Regions from separate parts of the Sus scrofa genome. Here region 2 is linked to region 1. A link is a contact called in public HiChIP or PLAC-seq data. All regions are on one chromosome and are shown on one strand. The core of a region is the stretch at or near the end of the contact, and the rest is flanking DNA. Distances in the headings are between cores, read along the strand shown.

Evidence for each region. HiChIP or PLAC-seq counts read pairs in DNA pulled down with a chosen protein or histone mark.
Region 2: a contact with region 1 is called in an H3K27ac HiChIP or PLAC-seq map of alveolar macrophages. The contact joins two enhancer-like sites. A contact is called at or near these places in 1 of 47 Hi-C or Micro-C datasets (embryonic fibroblasts) and 1 of 2 datasets of contacts at active chromatin or transcription factors (alveolar macrophages).

Annotation. Positions count from the first base shown.
Region 1 is chr10:66,187,563-66,193,426 of Sscrofa11.1, reverse strand. No RefSeq gene overlaps it. Among named protein-coding and RNA genes, the nearest start is that of KLF6, 300 kb to the left of the region's middle. Within about 2 kb of position 3,591, at least 4 of the 83 cell types and tissues checked have an H3K27ac peak or open chromatin away from gene starts, as enhancers often do. A contact at or near this core is called in alveolar macrophages, where this site is marked.
Region 2 is chr10:66,384,504-66,390,983 of Sscrofa11.1, reverse strand. No RefSeq gene overlaps it. Among named protein-coding and RNA genes, the nearest start is that of KLF6, 100 kb to the left of the region's middle. Within about 2 kb of position 3,078, at least 9 of the 83 cell types and tissues checked have an H3K27ac peak or open chromatin away from gene starts, as enhancers often do. A contact at or near this core is called in alveolar macrophages, where this site is marked.

The DNA.
Region 1 (5,864 bases), core at 2,342-4,841:
TGATGGATAAATCAAAATAGTGCTGAATCACCACGAGCATTTCAATAATAATTTCATTTTGAGAATTTTTGCCATATGAGTCATTTATATTTTGTTTCTGAGAATTCAGCCAACGCCTAAAATCCAACATTCTCATCCTATTCCACTTTAGTAATATTCTAATAATTTAAATATTTTGCTTTACAATTTTGACTAAAAAGGAAGCAACTTATTGAGTTTTTTTTTTTTTTTGCCACATGGTCTTTAGTCTTATGCAAATACAGATTTATTGTTTTCTATGTAATTAATATATTAATATTACAGGTAACTATATACTAACTAGTATTTTAATTAGTGTATTTGCTTGGCTTTCTTCTTGTTCTTGCTCTCTTTTACCCACTAAATAAGCGAACTGTGACACATCACCTCTGTATGCATAAACAGCACTCTACTGCCCAAGCTAACTGGCAAATTAAAGAAAATTATATAGCATGCCAGACGCTGTACTGTCATCTCCCCGCCTGTCACACCGACCCATGGGTAGGGAATTGCAGAACAGTTGTAAATTCCTGATTCCACTGTACGAATTTCAAATCGAACTCCATGCTTGTGACAGTATTAACTACAGCCATGGAGCTGAACCTGGGTTGAGATCTGAGAGTTTTGCAAACAACAAAATCATTTCTCTCGCATATTATCTGAGTATACATCCTACATGTACTTCAGTCAATATCTCTTGACTGAATGAAGTTACCCACTTTAGTTAAGCAGACAGGAAAGTCTTTCAGTGATTTTTAAGGAACAGGGTATGGAATAGTTATTCTTCTCGGAAGAAAACGGTGCGACCGTATCACACAAGAGCAAAGAGGCTGCTGGTCGACGCTTCCGAGACCCTGGGTTTGGCTTTTCCAAGTGCGGGTGACCCAGAGGGAAGAAAGCATTTCTAACTCCGAACCCCCTGCTCTTTCTGGGGTGAAACTCTGCCTCCTAAGGACATGACCTTGAAGGTCTCTTTGCAAAAACCCATGTTCATGTAGCAGAGTAAACTCCAGTAGTGGCTTCTTTGTGAGCACAGACTGAGCCTCTTGATAATTTAGGGAGCTGACTGGATGCAGGTATTTTGCTGTGTCTCGTTTTGCAGCCTAATCATTTCAGAAGCAGGCTAGAACTGTCAGACTCCTGCCGAAAGCCTCAATCAGCAGACAATACTCGCAGTGACCTCTTGAAAAAAAATGAAGTCAGGTGTTTGCCTCCAGCCAGCAAAGAAAAGGCGCATTTTATTACACGTGGACTGCATTCCTTGGCAAAAACGCCACACCACAATTCTACTGTTTACAGAGAGGCTGAAACGCCGGTGAGGCCAAACACCACACAGAGTAACCCCCGTAAGACGCACGGATTTCTTTCCTAGTAGCCCTTTATTTCTCAATCCAGTCCTTCCAAAACGAGGTCACAAGTCTACCACCAAAGCGCCCTCTTTTCTCCCCAGTGGTGGAAGAAGTTCTCCCCATTGCTGCCTTTTCGGTCCAACATACGCAAGTGTGTACAACTGTATCCCTTTAAAGGCTACTTTGGGGGGGACAACCCAGGAGTGAGCAAGGCTGCAGGACCAAATGGATGGAATGTGTAATTTTTGAGAAAAACGGGATTGAATTTCTGATAGGATTTTGAGCCAAGAAAAAAAAATCTAAAACTGGGTTAACGAAGGGCGTTTGTTTGCAATGTTATCTCTACAAATTTCCCTGGTGATCTTTCCTGCTTCCGATCCATCTCCACGCACACCTGCCCGTCTCGCCCATCTTTCCTCTAAAAATAGAGCTGCAGTTTCGTTCTTTTAGAATTTTTTTTTTTTATTTTAATGGAGAGAATAGGATTTCCTCTTTGTTTCGGCACCATAGGACTCTAACTCTAGAAAGCTGCAAAAATAAACTCTGAAGCTCTTTCTGCAGTGGCCACATGTGGGACCCGGTCTCCACCACACACACCCCGCCCCCACCCCGGCCCTCCAGTGCCCGGGGCACATTCTAGTCCCAGAGACGCAGCGTGGGACTGGGGATGAAAACTCGTCTCTGCTAAGTCAGAGGAAACCAAAAGGTCCGGGTACAATGGCCTGTGTCCCGAATTTGCTTTTTGGAAAATGTCATTTCACTTAACCAAACCCCGCGAGCAGATGTGATCTGGCCATGCCCTCAAGAGCTGCTGTGATGCCGAAGGGACTGAACAGAGAGGGAAACAGAGTAGACTGTGAAATACTCTCACGGATGTCAGAGGCAAAAAGAGGGGCCTTACGAGCGGCAAGATCTTCAACCGTGAGCAATTTAGACAGTGACCTAGCCCCGCGCGGTTGAGAATTTGTTTGGCAAATCATGGGTTCGATTTCCAGTTTAAAACTAGAGTAGGATGGATTTTTTGCCTATAAACAGCGCTACATGTAGAAGACGGATCTTGCTTAAGCAGCAGTATTTTTCAATTCCAGGTCACATCTCCTATGTTATGTCAACCACACCAGAATTAGTCTTTTTGAAAACAGTGCTTTGGTTTAGCTAAAGCCCAAGAAGGTATGTTTATTTCCTTAATTCATTCATCCTAGAGCTCTAGAAAGGGGTGTTTGGTTGTTTTTCAACTGGGATTTTTGCTTTTCTTTTTCTTACTTTGCCTCTGAAGTTAGGCATCCATTGATAAGCTAAGTGCGCAAAGCTGATTTATGCTAAGGGATTGCATCCTTATTGATTATCCTGTTTTTTCTATTTATATTGTATCTTTGCAACATCACTGTAAATCACTTGGTCAAATAACGCTTGCTTCCAGCTCTTTCGATGGTCCACAACACTGAGTATAAATGGCCTGTGAATTCCTCAAGCAGGGAGGAAATAGTTGTGTTTTACTGAAAGGGCACCCCCCCCATTAAGCCAGGGCGGGGGGCGGGGGTATTGGGATAGACTGGGAATTTGGGGTTCGCAGATGCAAACTATTGCCTTTGGAATGGATGAGCAATGAGATCCTGCTGTATAGCACCGGGAACTGTATCTAGTCACTTATGATGGAGGATAATTTAAGAAAAACAGTGTATATGTGTAAGTGTGACTGGGTCACCTTTGCTGTACAGTAGAAAATTGACTGAACACTGTACACCAGCTATAATGGGAAAAAATCATTGAAATAAATTTTAAAATTTAAAAAATATTTTGCTAAATTAAAAAAAAAAAAAAAAAAAAGCAGCCTGGAGGTGGGCTCCAAGGAGAAACCGAGAGATGTGAAGACAGTATAGGGTCTATTTGTATTGGAAATTTTTAAATTTTTATTTTTATTTTATTTTTTTTATTTTTTTGCTTTTGCTTTTTTAGGGCCTCTCCTGTGGCACATTAGTTCCCAGGCTAGGGGTCTAATCGGAGCTGTATTCGCTGGCCTACACCACAGCCACAGCAACTGAAGATCCGAGCCACATCAGCGACCTACACCACAGCTCACGGCAGTGCCGTATCCTTAACCCACTGAGTGCGGCCAGGGATTGTACCCGTGTCCTCATGGATACCAGTCCCGTTTGTCACCACTGAGCCACGACGGGAACTCCTGAGTCACATAATTTAAATCATTACACAACAAGGTCGCTCTGGTGAGTGTGAGCCTCGTGACAGCAGTGGATCTGGTGAAAACGTGGGCAGGCAGCACCCACTCTGTCCAGCTGCTTCGGAGAGGAGCCTTGGGGTCGAAGGAGAGGAGAACTGTCCAGAAGGAAGAGCAGGACCAGGCGGCCGGGGGCAGTGAAGAGGGGAGCACAGGGCTGTCCACGGGGAGGTGGGACCCCGCCAGGGACGCAGCAGCAGCTTTGAGTGAGCCGGGGAGAAGGGGGCAGGCCTCGCCCACGCTGCCTTTCTGCCCTTAACAAGGACGGATGCTGCGAGGAAGGGGTCCAGGCACTTTAACAGGTGCCTCCCAAACCTCACTGTGCACGGTTACCTGGGGCTTCCTGTTAGAACGCAGATTCTGACCGCTCAGCCTGCGATGGGCTGGAGAGCCTGCATCTCTAACCTGCTCCCGGGGACCCAGGTGTTGCCTGAACACAGTTTGAGGAACAGGTGTGACCCGAGGCCTGGCGGGGGCTAACGTGCTCAGAAACAGTCTGTGCGTGTGAGGTTTGGGCTGGTGTTGCCGTGGGGAGACGCCAACGTGCAGGCGGTGGAGGCCGAGCTCTTGGGGCAGAGAAAAGGCCCTGGTAGCCACGGAAGGAGCAGGTTCCCGCAGGAAAGGGGAGCAAAGAGTCACACGAGGGGCCCGAGTAAGCTTCCTGGGTTGGGGGTGAACCCTCCCACACCCCAAGCCGTCTGCGAACCCCCACAGGAGCATGCTCCCGGTTCTCTGCAATTCGACCTGAGTTTCTTCCTCACCGTGGATTCTCTTCTTTTCTTTCCCCTGAGCTTCAAGAAAGGAGGTTCAGGGCATCAGCACTGGGAGCTCGAGCCCAGGTTGCCCGTTTCTGCGGGGGTTTTGTCATCGCAAAAACCTACAGCTTTTCCTTCTGTGCAGGGAACGCCCAGCTCCTCTCGCCGGGTCTTTCTCTCCGGTGAGTCCCCTCGCTCTTCACCCACAACACTCTCACCTGCACCCTGCACCTCTCACCTTCCTGGTCGCCGGACGTGTGTGGGGAGGACGCCACCCTGGCTGGCGGTCGGACAGGCTCCTCAATCCTGACCCCGTTTATCTGGAGATGACGTGTCACACCCCACAGGGGAAGGGCTCAGTCCCACAGGAGTCTCCCCGCCACACACACACACACACTGTGGATGCCAGTCCCAAGTCCAGCTTGTCACCTCTCTTTCTGATCTCCTGGCTAAGGTCAGAGGTTCCAGTGACATTCTCCCGCTAGCGCGGCTCATGGCACCGGGGAAGCGCCGGTGTTCTCCAGCTTATTAAAGACCATGGTGAAGGGAACAGGTGCTCATCCAGATGGCAGAGGGGCACCGCCAGGTGTGCAGGCTGGGGCAGAGCATCCGGGCCCTCCAGCTGCCCCCCTCCCAGCACCTCCATGTGCTCACCTGACCCGGGAGCTCTCAGAACCCCGTGCTCTTAGAATCCGATGGAGGTTTCATCACGTGGGCATGAGCCGCCACTAACTCCATTGTTAGCCCTGCTCCCTTCTCCAGAGGGTGGGGCAGGCTGAAAATTCCAAGCTTCTCAAGTCACCTGGTCTTCCTGGTGACCCGCCCTCATCCAGGAGCCCCACAAGAGTGGTCTCATTAGAACAAAAGAAACTCCTATCACCCAGAATTCCAAGGCTATCAGGAGTCCTGTGTCAGGAACCAGGGGCAGGTCAACACCTCTCGTCCATAATTTCACAGCTACATTCCGGGGGCACGGGAGCTGGCATCAGGATTGATGATCACGGGTTGACGGGAAGATGAGGTGCAGAGGGTGGCCCTTCCTTGTGCTCATACCTCAGTCTCAGGGGAGTTCCCTGGCGGCCTACTGGTCAAGGACCCATGGCCCGGGAACTTTCATACGCCATGGGTACGGCAAACAAGCAAACACACAGACCATATCCCAGCCTCAGGCTTCACCCTGCCTCCCTTTCTCAGCCAGGGCATCAGTCCTACACGACACGCCTTCTGGGGTCAGATGCTAGCTCACTTCATCCTCGGCATGGCACCTTTTGCGTGTGATGAAATGCGTTTCCCTGGGACAGCCGCCCAGACAGCCCCACCAGCGCTGCGTTCTCCTTGTAAACCTCAAATGCCAGTGTGCACAGTACTATTAATCAGGGGCTTGCCTCTGCCCCAAATACACTGAAGAGGTTCTTGTAAGGTAGACTCATGTTGTGAATCTTTCTATCTCACTCATTAGACAGACATAACGGGTCTTAAGAAATTAATTGGTTGGTAATGTCAACA
Region 2 (6,480 bases), core at 1,829-4,328, 200 kb before region 1:
GAGAGACCGCTCTGCCCTCATGGACGGCTTGCCGCTCATCCCTCGCCCCTGGTGGAGTCTTGCATGGCCGGCAGGGCACATGGTTTCTCAGGGTGCGGGGGAGGGTGCTGCGGGCAGGAAACCCCCTGAGTGATTAGGTGATTAGGCGACTGAGTATCTTTCAGGACCTAAAGCAAGTGGTTTCAAACCTGGAGCTCCTTCGCCCTGGTGGGCCCCTAGGACCTCGGGAGGGACCACTGCCTGCATCTGCATGAATCGTCTTCTCCCCAGACTCAGGTTAAAGTCAGGCGTGGACATTCGTGTGGGGTGTGTGGGCTTAGGCTGGTGCATGTACGGTAAAGATGAGCTCCTGACTGTGAGGGGGGACACCTGACCCCCCAAAACTTGAGAACCGCATGGCTCCCCCTCTACTTCACCTGGGTCTGATCTTGGGGAATCGGTCAGGGGAGCAGTGCAGAGGGAGGGGGAAGCGGGGATTGCACACAATACTCCAGGCGCTTGGGTCTCAACTCTCTGGCCAACTACGAGAACTATTTGAAATTTTAGGAGATAAGACAGAGCAAGCGCTGACAGGACTCCATCGAAGACTGCAAGTCCTTTCCTTGAGCGAGAAGCCAGGTGTGGGTTGGAGCTTTATGACTGTCCTGACCTCTCCTGGGGCTCACACGCCTTCTGATTAGTTAGTCGGAGATGGCAATCTGAGCAGGACCCTCAGTGGTGCAGTCGATGCACAGGGAGATTGCAGGCGAGGGTAGACCCGGCGGGGATTCCAGGGGGACGTGGGACCTGTTGAGTGGGTTCTCTCTCTCTCTCTTCTTTTTTTAGGGGCCACACCTGTGGCATATGGAGGTTCCCGGGCTAGGGTCGGTCAAATCAGAGCTGCAGCCGCCAGCCTACACCACAGCCACAGCAACGCCAGATCCTGAACCTGCTGAGTGAGTCCAGGGGTAAAGCCTGCGTCCTCGTGGATACTAGTCGGGTTCCTAACCTGCTGAGCCACTCCTGGGTGGTTTCTCTTGCTGGCGACCTTTCCACTGCTTAGTCCTCTGGTCTTTACCTCCGGGAAGACAGAGCCGCAGGGGCAGAACTGCTGGGGTTTTTCTCCAGGAGCTCTCAGCTGCAGGAAGGGGCTTCCCTGACCCCCTCAGTCATCATCCTCCCCGGAAAAACATGCTTTGAGCCTTTTTTATGCAGGTAAAGGGGATTGACTCACGCTCTCCCTGTTCTCCTCCAAAGTCTCCTGAGGTCAAGCTTACCTGGCCCCGGGCTCAGAGTGCTCGGAGGGTGGGGAGGAAGGAAGAGGTGTCTGGGCTTCACATACCCGTCCCTCCAAAGTGGCCACAGTCAAATCCCCCGTGGACGCCCACCAGGGCTCGGGGGCTCCTGGGATCTCACTGCCCTCCCCCTCGGCACTTCCTGGACACCTGTGGTCCCAGGACTCACTTCGATGGTCCGTGGCGATGTCCTTTTCCCTAGCAGACGGGGACAACGGCAAACGGGAGGACTTTGCCTTATTCACCTTTGTATCCCCAGCCCCCGCACCCTGCCTGCCAGTTAGTATTTAGAGGACACATTTTCTTTTAAAAAAAATTAGGAAGGTCTTAAAATATAATTTCACCAACGGAATGAACACAGATGTACTCTGGCTGAAAGCCTAATGCCACACATCCAAAGAAAGAAGCTTCGTTAGGTGCAAATGCTGGAAGAGACGCCTTAGTGTTTCCAGAGAATGTGACAAAAATACCGACTGACCGAGAGGCCAAGGGCTGGACTGGGCGGTGGGGGGAGACCGCCTGCCCTTTGGTGCCTGGCAGCTGGTTTTGCTGTTTCCCAAAGAGAGCTGAGGAGGAGGGTGCAGGCAGAGCAGTGGGCAGCATAATTCCGGGAGAACCGACAATGACCTTCGCTGGGGAGGGTGGCCAGCTCCTGAAGGGCTAGGAGGGCAGATAAGAACGCATCAAACTCCTATTCATTTATTTTGGCCACGCCCACAGCACGCAGACCTTCCCCTGCCAGGGACGGAACAAGAGCCGTGATGGATCCTTAACCCCTGAGCCGCCAAGCAACTCTGTCAAGTTCTTGAATTCTGTGCCTATTTATTCTGGGTGAGACTTTCACTCAGCTCAGATGGAGTGATGATAATGAGTCAGGAATTTATAGGCTAACAGTTCTTGAGCACTTATTATGCGCCAGGCACTGCTGCAAGGGTTTTGAGAGCATCAACTTCGCTACCTGGTCCTTGTAACACCTGCTCCAGTGTGGGCTGTTACTATTAGTCCATTTTACAGATGGGCACTCGAGGAACAGTGAGGTTAAATTGTTTGCCCAAGCTCACACAGCTGGGGGGTTGCCATGTGTGTTCTCGGGCCCTGAGACAGGCGCAGTGATGCCGCGGGAGTGGAGAAGGACAAAGGCGCTTGCCGCAAACCACATTAAAGAGTCAGGTTTGCGTCCACTTGTTTGTCTGGGTGAGGCTGAGAAATGCGTCCACTCAAAGCGGTTCATTCCTTACCTCTCACATCAGTGAAATAAGTATTACATGGTGTTACCTCGTCATCAAAAGCTTTCAGCAGAGTGCCTGCCACACGCATCCAACCTTCTCTCATGTCCAAGATCAAGTACCTACCAGATCATGTTAATCGGCTTTCTCATTTGTTGTATCTAGAAAAAAATGACCTGTCCCTCCCAGGAATGATGAATAATATTGCGTAGAGAGGGAATAGCAGTGTCCGTCCCATTCTAGCAGCTCAATCCTTGTAAACTAGTGTTACTGTTAGCACATAAGAGTCTGTCTTGTACCTTTAGCATGCTCTTGGGTTCTTATCCTTGCTGTGTCATTTCCAAAAAAGTTTCCAAATATTTGTTTTCGCCTCCCTCTATGACATCAGCAAACCCCAGCTCGGGCTCCCTTGCTTTGCCTGTAAAACTCAGACCCTCCTCAGAGAAGAATATGCCTAGTTTATACGCCTCCCTTTCAAAGGGTTTAGACATATGAAACTTCTTTGGGAGGCTGCTGGAAATGCTCAGATGTCATGGGATTGTTGCTCAACCCCGGTCCTTGGGTCTGGGGAGGATGTGCTCTGGGCGTGGAGAAACTGCCCCACCCATCCGAGTCCCGCGGGCACCTCCGGGATGGGCTCTGTGTACCCCGTCCTCCCCACACGCAGAAGCAAGACCCCGCCTTGTCTGAGGAGGAAGCAGGGGCTCAGTGGGGTCAAGGAACTTGCTCAAGACTTCAGGTGACCAGCTGGGACCTGAGACCCTTCCGGCCAATGCTGGGGCCCTGAACCTGCCCCCCTCCCCAGCGCCCGTCTGTAGGCTCCGGGCTCACGCGTGAGCAGCGGGCCAGATGGGGATCACTCTGTCTCTGTGGAAGTCCCGTCAGCAAGTGCCAGGATTGGCCTCATTCTCCAGAGACACTTTGTTAAGAAGATACATTGCTTCTCTCCCTTCACTCGACAGATTTCAATACCCCAAATCATGTAAACAGCAAAAAAGTATTGAATTCCAGGAGATCCTCTCTTTTATTTTGATAAATGATGGTCTTTGGGAAAGGCCCGGCTTTGAGGTGCTGGAAAGCTGGCAGGTGCTCTGGGAGCAAAGCAGAGGGCCCAGGCGGGGCCACCTGCCTCAGCGTGAGGGCCCAGCTTTGCAGGAGTCCGGCGCGTTCGCAGACCTGTAAACCCACTTTCAAGCATGCGGGTCGCCCAGCGCAATGCTGTCTTTTCTCTGGGTCCTCACCCATTTAATTGCCTTCATCCTCAACCAGAGAAAATCCTGGAAATCCGGCGTTGTTTGGCTCCTTTCTCGCCGCCTACCCAGGCTTTTCAGCAACCTCTCTGCCGCGCGTTCCAAACAGGAAGTTCCAGCAGGCAGTGGTACAAATGGCCTGCATTATGTGGGATGTCACCTATTGTTACCCGAACAAAGACATCCTGGAATGAGCACAAAGCCTTCAAATCCGCCAGGGTCTCCGACCCTTCAATAGCCTTGTATTGTATCTGGGGAGTGATTGAGTGAATGGGGTCAGTCCAAGAATATACCTCAGCTTCTGCAACGCTGCTGTTCTTAGGCTGCCAGCACGGAGCTACACAGCACATGCAAATAGCGCTGCCTCGGCTGGGCACACATGCAAAGCAGGGACTTTCTAGACAAATGTGGGGACCAGCCTCTGTATAAATAAGTGGGAGAAAGGGGTTGGGAAGGAGCCCCACCTCGGTGACATGTTAGGAAAGGCAAAATTGCTATTAATTGAAAGTCTTATTCAAGTTTCTCTCTTGAAATGCTCCGCATAGGTCACAAGGTCCCCAAACCTTGAAGGGAGTGTAGACATTTTGTCTCTTTTGTTAGAAGGAAGCACGGGGTTATAACAGGCTATCTGGCTTTCCCGGAAACTGGGAAGTTGGGTGACAGCTCCTGCTCCACCGCAAGAAGCATTCACTGCCAGCTTCTCCTCTCCAAGTGTCTCTGAGGGTGGGATTCGGTCCCGTGAACTGCATGTACAGAGTGGAACTCAGTGCCACTCCAACGGGACTGCGTGTGGCAGTATTTTTCTCTCCCTTAAGAGCAGCGTGGCTAAAACCTTTGGAGAAGGGTTATCTGAGACGCCGGCTCCGCCAGGATGGCTGAGAGCGCTGTGTGTTCTCTGCCTGTGACTGTCTCCTTCCATATTGGACATCTGGCTACACCGCAGCTCCATTGGACACGTAGGCACGTCCTCCCCTCTCAATCCCCGTTTCTCCCCGTCAACTGTGGCGGCTATAATCACGCGGGTGAGTTATCTGACAGGGTGGTGGTACTTGGATGAAGAAAAGGCTCAAGGACACCCATAAAAGAAATCTACCTCTTGGAGTTCCCGTCGTGGCGCAGTGGTTAACGAATCCGACTAGAAACCATGAGGTTGCGGGTTCGATCCCTGGCTTTGCTCAGTGGGTTAAGGATCCGGCGTTGCTGTGAGCTGTGGTGTAGGTCACAGACGCAGCTCGGATCCTGCATTGCAGTGGCTGTGGTGTAGGTTGCAGACACGGTTCGGATGCTGCATTGCTGTGGCTGTGGCGTAGGCCGGCGGCTACAGCTCCGATTGGACCCCTAGCCTGGGAACCTCCACGTGCCGAGGGAGCAGCCTTAGAAAAGGCAAAAAGACCAAAAAAAAAAAAAAAAAAAAAAAAAAAAGGAAGAAATCTACCCCTTTTAATTTTAGTTAACTCTTTTCATTTAATTTTCACCCAGTGCTGCCACGTGCTGCCCACATCTTTCCTCTTATCTCAGTGATGTCTGTCTTTTCTCTGCTAACGTAATACTCTGCTTTTGAGCCCACACATTCCACCTCATTGACTGGGTGTCTGCAGCCTCCTCCCACCCAAGGGATGCTTCCTGCCAGCCTCCGATCTGACACCGTCGTCTGGATTCTCTTGATGAGGAGGCACCGGGCTGGGTGGGACGTGTCCCTTTCTCTGTGGAGCAAACTGCATCTTCATGTGTGGAGGCAGCATCTGTTGAAGGAGGCACCCACAGTTCTGGAAGTCCTGAGTCCACACAGGTAGCCACCACCTGTGATTGACAGCTAGCCCAGCAACTTCAGCCTAAAAAGGCAAGGACCTGTCTGGCTATTTTTGCTTTTAAGCAGCCAACTGGCCAGATTACCAGTCTGATTAAAAAATTAATACTATAATAACATGCATTGACTTGACAAATTGATGTGCTTGTGGTATTTCAATTCAACTGAATAATGATTCAATGAGGAGACCCCTACCAGAACTCAAAGTTATTCCAAACATAGGGTGTTAATTTGCCATATTATGAATATACAAAGTGATACATGGAAAGTAGGTAGCTCGTGTGATGGATACTGACTTTTGTCAAAATTGTGCTTCTTGTTTGTTTGTTTTCATGTGATGTCTACTACATTCTGCTTGAAACAATTCGTAAGGCACTAGTCAGAAATCTTAAGAGTTACCAGTGACGAAATGGCTCGGTCTGGAGGGAACAGAAGGGGACCCGTGAGCTTGGGTGACACGGAAGGTCCCGGATAGGCAGCGCTCATGACGGCGCTGACGTATTTCTGCAGCTCTGCGTCCCCATTTTCGCCTAGCAGTTCTGCTTTGTGTAATGCTGGCTTTGTTTCAGACACGCTTTCTCCAGGGGGCAGAAGGGAGGTCCTCTTTAGGGCGCCAGGGTCTCAAAGGGAGATACTTCCCTGTTTCTTTACCAATCCCCGCCCATCTCGGGGCTCGTATTAGCCTAGTGAGGGTCTGATACCAATCCGGGGTCGTCTACGTGTGACCTGCGTGAGCGGCTGGATCAGCCTTAGCCTGACAGCTGAGGCTGGTTGTGCCTCCTTGAAGGGCGGGGAACAGGGCAGAAGCCACACCACCCACGGGGATCGTTGCTTTTAAACATGAAGGAATCTAGGCCCAAGGGGAGCCTTCGGTTTCCAGAATGTGGAGTCCAGCTGGGCCGCAAGCCTGAGGACTCGGAGGG